2 separate regions of the Triticum aestivum genome follow, and region 1 is linked to region 2. The links are chromatin contacts, called in public Hi-C maps. All regions are on one chromosome and are shown on one strand. Each heading gives the region's core, a stretch centred on a gene start, on an enhancer-like site or on the middle of the called end of the contact. The rest is flanking DNA. Distances are from core to core; before and after follow the strand shown.

The links. A called contact is a pair of places that touch in the nucleus more often than the background predicts.
Region 1: a contact with region 2 is called in a Hi-C map of leaf, with 3 times the contacts expected there. The contact joins the promoter of LOC123068936 here to the promoter of LOC123068933 in region 2. A contact is called at or near these places in 2 of 5 Hi-C or Micro-C datasets (both in leaf) and 1 of 1 datasets of contacts at active chromatin or transcription factors (leaf).

Annotation. Positions count from the first base shown.
Region 1 is chr3B:122,186,777-122,191,566 of IWGSC CS RefSeq v2.1, forward strand. It overlaps LOC123068936 (serine/threonine-protein kinase tricornered), which reads left to right and starts at 1,609. Exons shown (of 13, transcript XM_044491632.1): 1 at 1,609-2,008. The coding sequence starts at 1,818.
Region 2 is chr3B:121,679,952-121,684,777 of IWGSC CS RefSeq v2.1, forward strand. LOC123068933 reads right to left here and starts at 2,295. Exons shown (of 3, transcript XR_006432163.1): 1 at 1,018-2,295.

The DNA of each region.
Region 1 (4,790 bases), core at 359-2,858, 510 kb after region 2:
TGCATGCATTTGCATTTGTGCCTACCAGGCTGGAGGCCCCCATTATTTTGCCGCCGCGCCCCAACATGCCACCTTGCCACGCATCACTCGCAGATCGATCGATCGATCCATCGAGATATTTATTTAGTTTAGTTAATGATGCCGTAGTTTTCTTCGTCAACTAGGCCAGCGGATTACTGGCGCAAGTACGCTTTGCTGTCCTGTCATCGCGTGCGAGCTTAGGCATCGTCGTTGATCGACGAGGAGACCCCGGTGGCTGTAGCTGCAGATGCGACTAGCTGGACGGAGACGACGTTGGCCGATTGGCGTACGTCGGACTTGTCCAAGTGGCCATATGTGTTAATAATTTTATCGAAGAAAATACATAAAATAAATTACTAGTAGTACTGCAATTTGTGTGGCAACTGGCAAATGCCATGCATCGCGTCGCAGCCCACGACGAGTTCACCGTGCTTGGTCAACATTCAACACTCGATCTGTAACTTGGCTTGGCTTGACTGCTGCAACGCAACGGCCTTGGCCTTGAGAGTTGGATGGCGAGGCTGCCCGTACGATCCGTAACGTACGTACAAAAGCGTGTGAAGCCATGATGATCCACAAGCTGCTCACCTCCGTCCAATTCAACAGTGACCCCGGCTGGTCACCTTCTCACGGCTGACCCGTAAGTACACGCCGCGTGGCGCGGGCTGATCTGACCCGGACCCTGCCTGCCTGGGGCTTGTCGCGTCCACCTGACTAGGACCCCGACACGCATGGAGCTTCTACTACTACTCTTGCCAGTCCCCGATAGGTCGATGTCTCGGTATGCATATCGGGCCGGATTTCAGTACTTTTATTTTCTCCGAAGACGATTTCACCATTATTCACGCGCTCAAGGCGTCCATCCATCATGAGAACATCATTTTTTTTTTTTGCGAGTGCATCATGAGATCATCATAGCAGCTAGCATCTCAACTAAAGGTCGCAGTAATTCAACCCATGGACACCTGCTAGTGCTAGTACTATTATTTTTTGTTGTACTCCTAAATCAACAACAATTAATATGAATCGAAAGGATTTTTTTTAACTTTCTAAGCAGTGATGCGTGCTGAAAACAAAAGAAGCGGGGAAGGAGATAGTAGAAAAGAAAACTTGGAAATGGAAGATGGTCAGCGGCGTTTATCCATCCATCCATCCATCTGAAAACTCAAGGGGAAAGTACCTGGACAAGAGCCAGCTAAGCCCTTCCCTTTTCTACGTGGTACCAACGTGTATACAGCTACGTACGCAGAGATATACTTAGGGCGTGCTTGGAATCGGTGTAAGTAGATACATCCGGATTTAATTTACAAGTGTATATTACCGGCCGCAGCTTATTTTTCGCCCGGAGAAAAACGACGGCGGGAGGCGTGTATCATTTTACAGGGGTATTTACGATCCAAACGGTAGTACTCTAGTTGTGTACAGCATGCGGCACGACAGAGTAGAGCTAACCAACAAGCGGAGACAAAACACAAAAATGGCAAAAAGAAAAAGAAAAGAAAAGAGCTGTTCCCATGCGCAGCTGTCCGTGCGACGGAGTTAAAGCCTCCGCCATCACACCAAACCCGCCCCGTCAATCCCCCGCTGCTCAATCAGCCCCGAGCCGGCCCGGCGCGGTCGACGACGGCCGTATATATACCCGGCGCGCACAGCGACAGGCGGAGGCCGCCGACCCGAGAGAGACCCAGGGCACAAAAGGGAAGCAAAAGGGCCCCCGGGGACAGCGAGAGGTGTAGGCAGCAGCAGCAGCAGCAGCCGCAGCCAGCGGGGAGGCTGGTTGGTCGTCGCGGGCGGGGATGGAGAGCGAGATGTCGGACGCGCCCCCGGCGGCCGCGGCCGTCGCCGAGCCGCTCGCCGCCGTGGCGGAGGAGGGGGAGGGGGAGGGGGAGGCGTCCACCCTCACCATGGAGCGCGTCGCCGCCGCCAAGAAGTTCATCGAGAACCACTACCGCTCCCACATGAAGAACATCCAGGAGCGCAAGGAGAGGTACCGATCCGATCCCGCCCCCCCGCCTTCCCGCCTCCAATTTTAGCCGCCGCCGCTACGTTCGTCTCCGGTAGATCTCGCGCCCCGGAGCTCGATCGAGGGGTTTGAGCTCGGTTGGAGCGGCTCGAGCTCGGGGTTCTGGAGCTAGGGGTTTGTAGCTGCTAGATTTGGGGTGAATTTTGGGGTGGGTACCAAAATGTTCTCGGAGGAAGCGTGGCGTAAGGAGCGGTAGCTGTACTAGCCATGGTCATTGAGGATTTCTAGCGTGGTATGACCTCAAATGTTGCTTTAGATCCTCGAATTGTTATTTTTAGACAATGAGATTCTTGAATTAGTCGAGCTTGGCACGCAATTTGGGGTCGCAGTGGCCTGATTTAGCTCTGATGGATAAGTTGGGATGAGGAGAGTCCTTGGTTCTATAGGTGCTTCGGATCCTCATATTCTGCTCAATGCACCGAGCATAAATGGTTCTAATCACTGCATATGGTGCAGTTACTGCATTGTTCCACTTTTGGCGCGAAAAGCCGCTAAGCTGAGCTCATCATACTAGCAACTGCCTTGCTTAGTTGGATAGCGGGTTTGGAATATTACTGTTGCGATGGTTCTCGGATGATGACGATGCATGGATGCTACTACCGTGTATGTTTGTTTCGAGGTTGCGTCGCTATTTTGTTGTATGTGATATTTTGTTCTTGCGTGTATAATTAGAGTGTACAGTATGTCGGTTTTTATTAGTTTGCAAGCCAACAAACAAATGGTTGCCTTTATTATGTGACGGTTTTGTACCATCAATGTACTGTTCCAGATTCATGTGATCCTTTTATGAATGGGTGGTGGACACGTGGTCGATGACGTAGCGCATACATGCCATGTATTGATTATGCTAGTACTAATTGTCTAATTTAGCTTACTTGAAGCCAGATATGTACTACATAATAGCCATTTCAGTTTAGCATGAGTTTGTTAGAGCTAGGATCAAAGAACCCTGCTTCCCTTTCATCAGACATGTTTTAGGTGTGGACAACATTTGATTCTGCTAGTTGTTTGGAATGCTTCGTTTCTTCTCAGTGCACCATGCTGTTGGTCAAATTGCTGACACGTATGGTTCTGTTTTTTCCGCTGCAAACTGTTGAGCTAAGTTCATAGTACTGACTCACCCGCAAAAAAAAAGGGTTCATAGTACTGACTACTCCCTGCTTAGTTGGGCTATAAAATTTAGTGTCTTGCTGTTGTAAAGATTTTCTTGCAGGATAAATGCACAAAATTGACGTGAGGGAACACGACATGATTTTTCTGCATCAGCATGTTGTTTTACAAAGGTCAAACCGTCAAACAGTCTTGTTTCCCTATATGTTGGAAGTAAAATAACGTGATGAAACACAATGCAGAACATTAGATGAAAGAAGTTGATGTCCTATACCTTTTTTTAATGCAATGGCACACAGTGGGTATGTAATCACCAGCCATGGTGTTGAGGAATTCTAGTGTGGTATGACGTCAGATGTTGCTTTAGATTTTTGAATTATTATTTTTAGACAATGAGATCCTGGAATTAGTCAAGCTTGGCACACAATTTGGGGCTGCAGTGGCCGGATTTAGCTCTAGTGGATAAGTTGGGGTGAGCAGCACTTGACTCTGTACGTGCTTTGAAATCTCAGATTCTGCTCAATGCACCAAGTAAGAATGGTTCCAATCATGGGGTATGTAGCAGTTATTATACTGTTATATTTTTGGCATGAAAAGCCGTTAAGCTGAGCTCACCGTACTAGCTGCTGGCTTGCTTAGTTGGATAGTGGGTTTGGAGTGTTACTGTTGTGATGGTTCTCTGATGACGATGCATTGATGGCATACTATCATGTATGTTTTGAGATTGCGTTGGTATTTGTCTTATGTGGTATTTTGTTCTTGTGTGTATAATTAGATTGTATACAAGCCGTCAAATGTCTGCCTTTAATTAGGGTATATTACGTGATGGTTTTGAACTGTCAACGTGGAAACGTAGTCGATGACGTAGTGTATACATGCGATGTATTGAGTATGCTAGTACTAATTTAGCTTACTTGGAGTCAGGTATGTACATAATAACCATTTCAGTTTATTATGCATTTGTTAGAGCTAGGAGCCTAGGATCAAAACCCTGTTTCCCTTTTGTCAGACATGTTTTTGGTGTGGACACCATTTGATTCTGTTAGGTGTTTGGAATGCTTTGTTTCTGCTCAGGTGCACCATGCTGTTGGTCAAATTGCTGACACGGCGAGTTATGTTTTATTTTCACGCTGGAAACTGTTGAGCTAAGTTCATAGTACCGACTACTGCCCTGCTTAGTTGGGTTACGGGATTTATAGTTGCTGTTTTAAAGATTTTCTTGCAGGAGAAATGTACAAAACTGGTGGTGAGAAATCAACAACATGATTTTCTATTTTAGCATACATTATTGTACAAAGGTCAAACAGCCTTGTTTCCGTATATGTTGGCAGTAAAACAACACGATAAGCACAATGCAGAACATTAGATGAGAGTAGTTGATGACTTAATGCCATATACTTTCTTTAATGCAGTACATTAAGTTCAGGCCATCTATGTAACAGGGCATTTGTTTTTCATTTGTGGTCCTGTTATGTGTTAAATCTTTTATTAAAGCACACAGGGGTTATGTAATCACCAGCCTGGTCTTGTATTAACTCAAGCTGGGGATTGCATTTGTTGAGACATCAATCAATTTTAAATATTTGAATTTTGAAGTTTACCTGCATAAGTTTCAACTGTGAAAGCTTTCTACTGG
Region 2 (4,826 bases), core at 1,045-3,544:
ACCTGAATATATTACCACTCAATCAGGGCTTACAAGAAATATTACAACACCCACATCAATCATCATGTAGAGGGGAGTCTAGAGGATGGGTAAACTAGCCACTGCCTAGCAGAGTCTCTCAGAAACAAATATCGCTACTTGAGTAAAGGTAAGGTTGGGTGAGAGCCTGAGAGGTAACTAATAATATCTGAATGTCGAGTTAAATGGATGAATTTAGTAGTAGCATTCATATTTATTGTTTATTATTGTAGATACATAATTGCATATAGCTATTCATAAGTGATTTCAAACACTTCTTTGCAGATTCGGTGCTCTGTGCTCAACTGCTGATTGATTATTTATCAATGAATTGACATTATCCACTTACATACAGGATAATACTGCAAGTAACGGAGTACCTAGATATAAAAAAGACCTGCAATGATCATTTCTCTGGATGTCCTACTTTGAACACCAAATAGTTGTAAGAAAATTGACTATCAGTTTTTCTAGTGACTGACTGATAGGAATGCAGGTCGACATGTCCACCGAGTCCGTGTTGATCATTTCAGCATTAGCACGAAAATTACAGCAGCAGAGATTAGTACATCTTGGTCCAGCGCAGACAGACACGGACACGACGGGCATGTCCACCAGCATCCCTACTGATTAAGCATGGTTATGTTTTAGTTATATTCTTACAAAAGAAATGTTATCCTACTCAACACAGAAGAGATATACTGTCAGTTAGTCAGAACCTGACACTATGACAAGATATCCAAGTGGAGTTGGAAAAATGTGGCTGCACAAAAAAGAACTTTGCTCAGAGAGGATAAATTTATCAAAAGTTATATCATTTTCTACAGTATTAACACATTTCTATGCGATGAGTTACAACAGTAACAACAATGAGGTCAGTTCACTCATTTGCTTGTGACACCAATAAAGCAGTAACCACAATGGCAAAGGAAAACATGACGCTATGAGAAACCATATTCCATAAGTGTCTATGTTAAACTACAAGCTTTGAGGATAAACCTTACAGAATATTGTGCTTTCTTTCCACCTCCCATGAATCATAATGGTGCATCCTCTCAAAACCAGCAACACTCCATGAATCCGACATCAAGTTGGCCAGCTAGAAATTATGTGCCTTCAAATCTTGTGATCCATATGGGAATCGAACCATTTGAAGATCTCTTCATTCTCCAGGCTGGTAAATTCATGGTATGCATATGCAATATTCAACTCCTCCGTGACATGCCTCTCCAGCCGGAACCCCTCCGGCAAGATCTTGGCTTCCTCCGCCGCCTCCTGCCACGGTGTTCTCCTCCCATCCTTCTTCAGAAAACCCTTCTCATCCAAGAACGACTTCTGGCGAAGCACGTCCACAAGGCCATCGGCGACGGTCGGAGTCAACCCCGGGATCCTCGCCGCCAAGAAGTCGGCACTCACGGCAAAGGCATCGCACTGGATCTCCCGTACATCAACGTGCTTTGACTTGAGCTTGTCTATGCTTGACGCCACCATGTGCGCCCTCTTGGCGTCCCTGGGCATGTGCACGAACAGCGCCGGCGGGTAGCCGGGCGGGATTTCCTCCATGGCGGCAAACACGCCCTCGGCGATCATGATGGCCACGCTGCTGAACCTGACCCTCGCCGCCAGCGCGGAGACGAAGTACCCGCCCGACGACGCGCCGATGCCGACGAGCGGGAGGCGGCCGAGCTCGGGGTGCTGCTCCTTGACCCACCATTCGATGATGGAACCGACGGCGGCGAGCTCACTGCCGTCGCCGGAGGCGGCGTCGAGGGACCAGCACTCGGCGCGGCTGGACACAGCGAGGACGGCGTAGCCTCGGCGGAGCGCCTCGCGCGTGAACCGGCGCTCCTCGGGGAGCCCCGCGCAGCGCGGGCAGCCGGGGGAGGCGTCGAAGAAGTCGGTGGCGCGGATGGTGCATCCGGGGGAGACGAACACGGCGGCGCGCGGCGGGCCTGGCGGCAGCTGCCACAGCACCTCGTTGCCGCTCCTGCGTGCGACCCGCGGGTCGAGGCGGATGGCCGGGGTCAGCGGCGGGACGGCGGGAGCGCGCGGGAGGAGGGCGGTGGCGAGGAGGATCAGCGCGCAGGAGGCGATCAGGACGACGGGCCTGCGCCTGCGCGGCTGCGGGAGGGGGTTGTCCATCCTGCGCGCGGTTAACCTCGCGTTAATGGAGATTGAGACGGTTTGGGGCTTCGCGTTGATGGAGAAAGTGACTGAGTTGACTTGCTCTGGACAAAGGGGAACGAAGCTCTGAACAACACTGGGAGGAAGAAACGTCCGTGGGGCTGGGTGTAGAGGAGGCCCATGTGGAAAGTTGGCCCGGCGTCTTAGCCTGGCCCGGAACGACGAGTTTTTTTATTTTATAAGAGTAGCGTAGAAGGAACGACGAGTTTCAACGACAGTTTCTCTTTCCTCGCTGACGGCCGCTCACGGTGGGGCTTTTTCGTCGGACTAGATGATTAGTTGCGCTAAAAAGGCCAAAAGTAAGCCATGTATTGGAAGAGTGTACATTAATATCATTCAGGCACATATTGAAACATATGAAAAGAATTACATTTATTATAAGTACAAGCGATGCAATACCCATATAATGTTCAAAGAAATATCAGTATTAACAAAACCGTTAATTAGTCACAAATCCACACCCGAGAAGCACATTGCACAGGGTTGAAACTTTTAAGCCTCACAATCCCAAGCAATATTAAGGAGGACCAACAGAATTGAAATCACTGACGCAAAGTATCAGCAGTTAGTAATATTTATACACACAACTTCTTTGTTATAGTCATATGATGATGAACTCAGTACGTAAATCAGCACCAAGGATAGTCGATCAGACAAACAAAAATTCTGCATCCCACTGAAAAACACTATTATGCAAGACTAAATTTAAAAGGCCCTCAGTTCTAATTTCTATAAGAGCTTGAAGCTTTGGAGCCAAGGCTACGAACCTTCAAATCCAACCAAACATCTTATCATGCAAACACGGTAAAATGGGAAAGAAAGACTCTAAATGTGACGCACCAAAAGCGGAAGAAAATGTTGAACGATCTGGGCGTGAGGATTGTGCCGGTGACCTAGTGACACCAAGCAGCGCGTGGATGTGGACCAGGATGACGGTGGTGGTGGCGCCCTCCTCGTCGACCTTCAGCAGCTCGCTAGTCTACAATGCTCATACTTTGCATCGAGTAAACCCATCTCACTAAGAACGGGAATGAGCATCGCCCTTTGGCATGCTTTGCCTTTGGCATGATCTTGATAGCATCCGCTTCCTACAATAGAACATGCAAAGAGAACATAATGAGGATAAAATTATGCATGCACCACTCTGCACAAAAACCTCTCCAAGGAAGCAGCTTTTATTATTCTACCTCCAGTTCTCTACCTTTCAATATTAAAGGAAAAAAGCAATTCCCATTAATATACCACATAGCTAAACCCCATATTACAATACACAAAACAAAGCAAAACTTCTTCATAATTCAATTAAAATGAGGCCATATGCATCATGATTAAAGTTGCTCCCTGTATTATATATACAACCATGATTCAAAGTGCTCCTTGACATGTATATACAACCATCAACCATGTATATACAACTATATCATTTATAGGCCATGCATATACAACTTAAGAAAACATAAATACAAAACTGCATATGCATCTGCATATAACAAAGCAGGTGATCAAATCTACAAATATTACAATAGCAATTGTGGCAGCACAAAAAGTGTAATTGGACATCACCATTTAACAACTAAGGCTATAAAATAAAAGATGATTGTGCAGATAGCAAAGAAAGATTCAACATTATTGTGTCATTGACAAATGTTTCAGGTAGTAGCAAATCAACATATCTACTGCTAATAGAAACAGAATCTGGATCTCCTTTAGGGAGGAGCACATACAGAGAAGAGAAGGAAGAGGTGTTCGTCACCAGATGATCATTTTGCTCGGAGACAAAGATGAGGAACTGGACCTAGCCGATAGGTCGTTCTTGGTTTCCATGTCTAGTTGGGTTAATTCAGAATCTGTTTAGATCTTTTCTACACTACCGCCATGTTGTGCTATAAGCCAAAACCAGATAACCAGGTCAAAATCCTAGCTGGTGACTTTTAACGGTTCTGCAAATTCGGTCCAAATAGCATGAATAAGAAAATGCCTAACCGGGTCAAAAAGCCAAAACCAGATAACCAAGTCAAAATCCTAGTTGTGACTTTAACGGTTCTGCAAATTCGGTCCAAATAGCATGAATAAGAAAATGCACAACTCTTATTCCAAAAGACCTGGAAAGAACTAACACTTCCATACAATTGAGAAAATAAAAATCATGTAATACTTCTTAACAACCGGTATGTGGATTGAAATTTACCTCGAAATAATATATGCACTCAGATTTAACTATGTATAATCCACACCAAAACTCCTACATATAAAAGATAAAACAAACAATGAAGTAAATAAAATGGTGTGACCTGGCTCTTTATTTATCTAAGTAGAAAATGCTACAGAATCTGGCAGTCTATATTGCAGCAATTATCTAAATTAACTCAACAGAAAAACTGTGCAGGATGGTGTCGCTCCTTTCTCCTTTAAAAAAACTGAGAACTAAAACCAACTCAGAGATGTGAAGAGCAGGGGGGAGAGGAGGCGGAGGCAAACCTGAAATGCCCACCGCACGCGACCACCGCCGATTGTCAGAGCCCAACCTTGTAACCGCGATGGTGCAAATGAATTGCTTATACTACATTTATCCAAAGATACAAGAGCCATGAGAAGCAAATCACCAACAGAATAGGAAGATCTAG